2 separate regions of the Ovis aries genome follow, and region 1 is linked to region 2. Evidence: chromatin contacts called from public Hi-C data. All regions are on one chromosome and are shown on one strand. The core of a region is the stretch at or near the end of the contact, and the rest is flanking DNA. Distances in the headings are between cores, read along the strand shown.

Evidence for each region. A called contact is a pair of places that touch in the nucleus more often than the background predicts.
Region 1: a contact with region 2 is called in a Hi-C map of liver, with 3 times the contacts expected there. The contact joins two enhancer-like sites. A contact is called at or near these places in 8 of 16 Hi-C or Micro-C datasets (blood, hypothalamus, liver and 4 more).

Annotation. Positions count from the first base shown.
Region 1 is chr21:29,440,076-29,443,201 of ARS-UI_Ramb_v3.0, forward strand. No RefSeq gene overlaps it. Among named protein-coding and RNA genes, the nearest start is that of FLI1, 45 kb to the right of the region's middle. Within about 2 kb of position 1,601, at least 5 of the 54 cell types and tissues checked have an H3K27ac peak or open chromatin away from gene starts, as enhancers often do. A contact at or near this core is called in liver, where this site is marked.
Region 2 is chr21:28,928,894-28,932,004 of ARS-UI_Ramb_v3.0, forward strand. No RefSeq gene overlaps it. Among named protein-coding and RNA genes, the nearest start is that of TRNAR-CCU, 300 kb to the right of the region's middle. Within about 2 kb of position 1,563, at least 3 of the 54 cell types and tissues checked have an H3K27ac peak or open chromatin away from gene starts, as enhancers often do. A contact at or near this core is called in liver, where this site is marked.

The DNA of each region.
Region 1 (3,126 bases), core at 351-2,850, 510 kb after region 2:
TAGTCACTCTATAAAACCTCCAGGCCAGTTTCCCAGGCTGTGGGGGCCTATAGAAAATTTCCCATAGGGTTCCAGAGCCTGAGAACATATGCATCTCACGGCTTGGCCATGGGTTCGTGTTGCATCGGATGTGATCTGTCTCATAAAACATGACTTCGAAAATGTCCCCAGACAAAACTGTAAAGTTTCTCGACTTCTCTCCCACCCAGTCACCCTCCTCTGGGCCACAAAGCACAGCAGAGCCCAGAGGAGTCTGGAGTCCTTGATGCATGCTTGTTTCCAAGATGGCACACGGGGAGTCTGGGGATGGTGGTGGGGCAGATGAGGGGCAGAGAGAGCTGGGGAAAGCAAGTCTGCTCTCCCCCAGCAGGGAGCAGTGCTCAGAGATTATCCAGCATGAATCCTTCCCACAACCTCCCTTTCTTGGATTTATTTTTTGGATCTTGGTTTCAAATCCCCCTTTCTCTCCCCAGAAGTCAGCTTCACCTGTGAAGCCCTTTCCAGGTTATGACATTTTTAGTTGCTTAGTCCAGCTCTTTGCCATCCTGCAGACTGTAGCCTGCAGAGTCTGCTGCCCATGGGATTCTCCAGGCAAGAATACCAGAGTGGGCTGCCATTCCTTCTTCAAGGGATTTTCCTAACCCAGGGATCGAACCCACATCTTCTACTTTGGCAGGCAGATTCCTCACTGCTGAGCCACCTGGGAAGCCCTCTGCAGCTGATCATCAAATGCAAGGGAAGTGCCAGCCACATCTCAGCGACAACCAGCAAGATAACACATTTATTCTCTATGTTCCCTCTCTCAGACCTCTAGGCCACTCATTTCCACAGAAAGGAATTCTGATTCAGAAGAGGCGAAGAGATCAGAGTGGATGGAAGTTAGAAGATGAGGAAGACAGAGGGCATGTATGCCTGCAGCAGACCATGGGGGAGAAGTCTTATGCCCGTTAGATGTGTGGGCTGCACCCTGTCACCTGACCCGGGGGAGATGATCCAGGCTCAGCCTGTGCGTCTGACGCAGGATGCTCTTGTCCTGACGTGAACACAGGCTGCAGGCGTGACCCCCTGGTCTTGTTCTTTTCTTCCTGCCCTGATCAGCAGCAGCCTGAGTCATCGTGTCTGTATCTTGATCTACCCCCCAAATAGCAGCTTAGAACAAAGTGAAAAGCATTCCTCCTAAAAAGCACGACTGGTATTTTTAGAGTATCTTTACTCCTAATGGTGAAATACATGGATGTATCACTTTGGTCCTGAGGCTGCTGTTTGGACCAAAAAACACACAAGCACCCCTAGGTTCTAGGATCTGAGACCTTATCCTCCATCTGTGGGCAGAGCAAGAAGTCCTTAAACCCCTGGGCTGGGCTCAGCCTCCCTGTCACTGTCTCTTCCTCCAGGTCTCAACCAAGAAGCCGAGAGTGAGGACAGGAAGAAACACCCAGGCTTCTGGAAGAGGCAAAAACACACCAAACTTGCCAAGTTTTACACCAACTTTCTGAGCGCTAATGAGATCTAAGCTTCTGGGTTTGGGGCTGACTTACACCAGCCTGGGGTGACTTCCTGTTTTTGAAGAACCAAGGTGGGTAGACACTCAGAGCCGTGATCTGGGCACCAGGCAACTTTGACACCACTGTTAACCACCAACGTCAGCGTCACTGGAGCTGACACTGTTGGTGAGATGCCGTTAGCCCCAGACAAGAGGTTTCTAAAGCCAGGTGGCCATGGGCTTTCTTTGAGATGGGAGGAGGCCAAGACAGGGTCAGGCTTTGGGCCTCCCTTGAGCTCCTGGCTGATGGCTGGGGAACAAAGAAAGCAGTGCTGAAAGAGGGTGACAGGTCAGAGACACACACTCATGCTGGGAGCTGCTGTCTCGCTAATCACAGGAAAAGGTCTAAGGGAGGATGAGGATACCTGAACAGGGGCCTTGGGACTAAAGGGCACCATCGGGTCACCAGGACAACACATCTACTGGATTTCCTGGGCAAGAGCCACTTTCAGTTTGCTGTCTGAATGGTCCGTATGCAGAACCAACTGGCAGACCACAGGTCCTCCTGCCACAGCAGTGGGGAGCGCCAGGCCCAGGGGCTGCACTGGTGGTCAGCTCGGACCTGGCTGTGGGTCAGGGATGCCCCACTCTGTGAGGTTTCCCAACGGCTCCTTGGAGAACGGTGTGAGCTCCACAGGCGCTCCCCGCTCTCCAGCTCCTCGTGCACAACAGCCACTGCCACCACCCGATGTGATGCCGTGTGGGTCTTCCCCCCACCTCACCCCTAAAGATAGTAAGGCATTCACTCAATAGCGTTAAAGGAATAAGTCTGTGTGCGTGCGTGATAAGTCACTTCAGCTGTGTCTGACTCTTTGTGACCCTATGGACCACACCCCTCAGGCTCCTCTGTCCAGGGGGTTCTCCAGGCAAGAATACTGGAGTGGGTAGTCATTCCCTTCTTCAGAGAATCTTCCAGACCCAGGGATCGAACCTGCATCTCTTACGTCTCCTGCAATGGTAGGCGGCTTCTTTGCCACTAGCGCTACCTTATCCCTCCCCAGCCTAAGCTCAAGAATGGGGCCTGCAGCTTACAACTGTGTACCTCCCAGTGGCTTGTACACACTAGGTGCTCTAATGAGCAAACACGGGTTGATTCTAGTGGATTCTAGCCCTGGAAGAAGGGATAGGAATAAAGAACAGGAGCCAAGCAGGCAGGAATCATGCTGCGTCCTTCCAAGAATGCACCCACCTTCATACCCCTCACTCAGCAGCCCTCAACCAGAGTCCAGTCTGACCCCAGCTCAGAGCAACCGAGGGCTGTGTGTTCCCCTCCTCCGCAAAATTCCAACCCCCTTCCCCCAACACTCCACTGACATAAGTCTTTCCACCCTTCACTCGGCATTACCTGGTCTCCACAGAGTACCTGAACATCAGTTCAGTTCAGTTCAGTCGCTCAGTCGTGTCCGACTCTTTGCGACTCCATGGACTGTAGCACGCCAGGCTTCCCTATCAATCACCAGCTCCCAGAGCTTGCTCAAACTCATGTCCATTGAGTTGGGGATGCCATCCAATAATCTCATCCTCTGTCATCCCCTTCTTCTCCTTTCTTCAATCTTTCCCAGCATCAGGGTCTTTTCCAATGA
Region 2 (3,111 bases), core at 313-2,812:
CAGCAATCACATTCCTGGTGGGAGAAACTGCATGTTTGACTGGAAAGAGCACAGCCCAGGTGGCTCAAGTTTCCACTGAATTCTAGTACTGACTTTGCTGTTAAAAGATGCACCAGTTGAAATCATTCTCTTATTACTCGAGAGGTGAGAGGTTAGACTCAGTTTTGCCATCTGTACAGTGATTTCTAAAGACCATTCTCTCTTTTTTTTTTTCTTATTTTTAACCTTTTATCTTGTACTGGGGGAGAGGAGGCTTCCCTGAAACTCAGTAAAGAATCTGCCTGCAATGCTGGAGACCTGGTTTTGATCCCTGGGTCAGGAAGATCCCTTGGAGAAGGAAATGGCTACCTACTCCAATAATCTTGCCTGGAAAATCCCATGGACAGAGGAGCCTGGCAGGTTACAATCCATGGGGTCTCAAAGGTCAGACAGGACTGAGCGACTAACACTACTAACTACTGTAAGCAGTTAACAATGTTGTGACAGTTTCAGGTGAGCAGAGAAAGGACCCAGCCATACGTTTATATGTGTCCATTCTCCCCCAGACTCCCCTCCCATCCAGGCTGCCACATAGCAATGAGCAGAGTTCCATGTGCTCTATGGTAGATTGCTAAGGACTGTTTTCCATGTAGTAGGGCTTCAGCAGACTTCTACAATATTTTTAAACAAAGTTTGACTGACTGGGAGCTGGGTTGGAGGACAAAGATGATGCTGACTTTCACAAACAGGCCCTTTGTGGGACCTGTTTCCTAGAGTTCATGCATCTCAACTTGAGTCCCAATTTACATATTTATATGAGCAAACTACCTTATACTGATATTCTCCACTTAAAAAACATGGTGGACAGGCTATGTTACTAACCCTCACAAGAACCCTGAACTACATAGATGGCCCCCATGTCACAAACGAGGAAGCTCAAGTAAGTAAAAGCGTGGTGACAGTGGATGGTTTTAGTCGCTAAGTCGTGCCCAGCTCTTGCCACCCCCATGGACTTAGCCCTCCAGGCTCCTCTGCCCATGGGATTTCCCAGGCAAGAATATTGGAGTGAGTTGCCATTTCTTTCTCTAGGGAAAAATTCCTGACCCAGGGATCAAAACTGCATCTTCTGCACTGCAGGCAGATTCTTTACCAGTGAGCCACTTGAGAAGCCCAAATAAGAAGGAACTTGCCAGCCAACCATATGTGAGCCTCTCAGTACAGTAGCAAAATTAACTTCAGAACCTGCATCTTCTGACTCTCCTTTCTAGCTGAACCATTAACTCTAGCTTGTAAAATGCAGTTCCTTTCCCTGTAGCCAAAACAAAACCGCATTTGGAAACCAGAGTTACAAGCTTGGTGATTGTCTGTCAAATGCTTCCTAAGTGATTAAAGGAGAATCAGGCCTTCTCTTCCTCTTGGTCCTTTAACACTTAGAATAAATTATCTGGTGTTAGGATAGAGATCTTTTCATTAGTGTGCCTTTGAAAACTATTAACGTACAGGAAAGAAACGTTCCTCTTTGGGGGGACAAATGCAATCTTATCAGAAAGGAACAGGACAATAACAGGAAGAGGGAGGGGACACTGGAATGTTGGGGAGGGTGGGGCTGGAGGGAAAGAAGACAGCCTGCAAGTGCTGGCCCCTTGGAGGCCTTTAATCAGAGCCTGGCAGCCATGATGCTTTTGTGAGCTGGAAATGGGGGCAGGGGGTGAGGGGGGAGGAACCATGGCTCTCAGAGCCAGGATGGGGAGGACTGCATCCCCAAAGAACAGCCCTGGTGTCACTATGACTCGTGTCCTGAGACCCTACATGGGCACGGACGTATTTATACAGAGCTCGTTTTCTTAACTGATGATCTCCAGGGAACACTCCCAGCCAGGAAGATGAGGAAGGCTGACTCCTAGGCCTGAAATTGGAGAGAAGTGACCTTAAAGGACACTGGGTCCACCCCCTACTCTGTCTTGAATTCCCTACAGCATTCCCCTTTCTTTCTTCTTCTTCTCTTTTTTTTTTTTTTGCATATTTATTTATTTTAAACTTTTAATTTTGCATTGGGGTAAGAGTCAGACATGACTGAGCGACTGAACTGAACTGATAGTCGATTAAGAATCCACCTGCAAAGTGGGAGACCTGGGTTCAAAACCTGGGTTGGGAAAATCCCCTGCAGAAGGGACCAGCTACCCACTCCAGTATTCTTGCCTGGAGAATTCCATGGACAGAGGAGCCTCGCAGGCTACAGTCCATGGGGTCACATAGAGTCAGACATGATTGAGTAACTTCCACTATAGCCAGTTAACAATGTTGTGCTAGTTTTGACAGCAAAGGGACTCAGCCATACATATACATATATCTATCCTCCCCTAAACCCTCCTTCCATCCAGGCTGCCACATAACATTGAGCAGAGTTCCCTGTGCTATACAGTAGGTCCTTGTAGGTTATCCATTTTAAATATAGCAGTGTGTCCATGTGCATCCCAAACTCCCTATCTATCCCTTCTCCCCATCCTTAACCCTTGGCAACCATAAGTTCATTCTGTAAGTCTTTGAGTCTCTTCTTATTTTGTAAGTAAGTTCATGTGTATGATATCTTTTTAGACTCCACATGTAAGTGATAGCAGCTCTCCCTTTCTGTTACAAATCCAGAGACAGCCCACCCTGCCAGTGACTGCTTCAATTGGAAGAAGGTCTACCCTGATCCTTCCACATGCTTAGGGGTTTCTGACCAGACTACCTCTGAAACAGGAGGGAAGGGGGCAGGGCACAATCTTTAAAAGAGTGACATAGCCATAGATAGGACGTAAGTGATTAAAACCAAATAGGTCCAAGATGGCGGGTGAGTCAACTTCTGCTACGTCTTGAGTCTCAGTATATGCTCAATGCAGACTTCCCCTGTGTCTCAATGCTGAAGAATTTACCTGCAATGCAGGAGATGCAAGAGACGCAGGTTTGATCCCTGGGTCAGGAAGATTCCCTGGAGGTGGGAATGGCAACCCACTCCAGTGTTCTTGCCTGGAGAATCCTGTGGACAGAGGAGCATGGTGGTCTGAAGTCCATGGGGTCATAGAAAGCCAGACAGGACTGAGGTGGCTGAGCGTGCACACACCCATGTGCTCACTGTAACACATTGGTAAG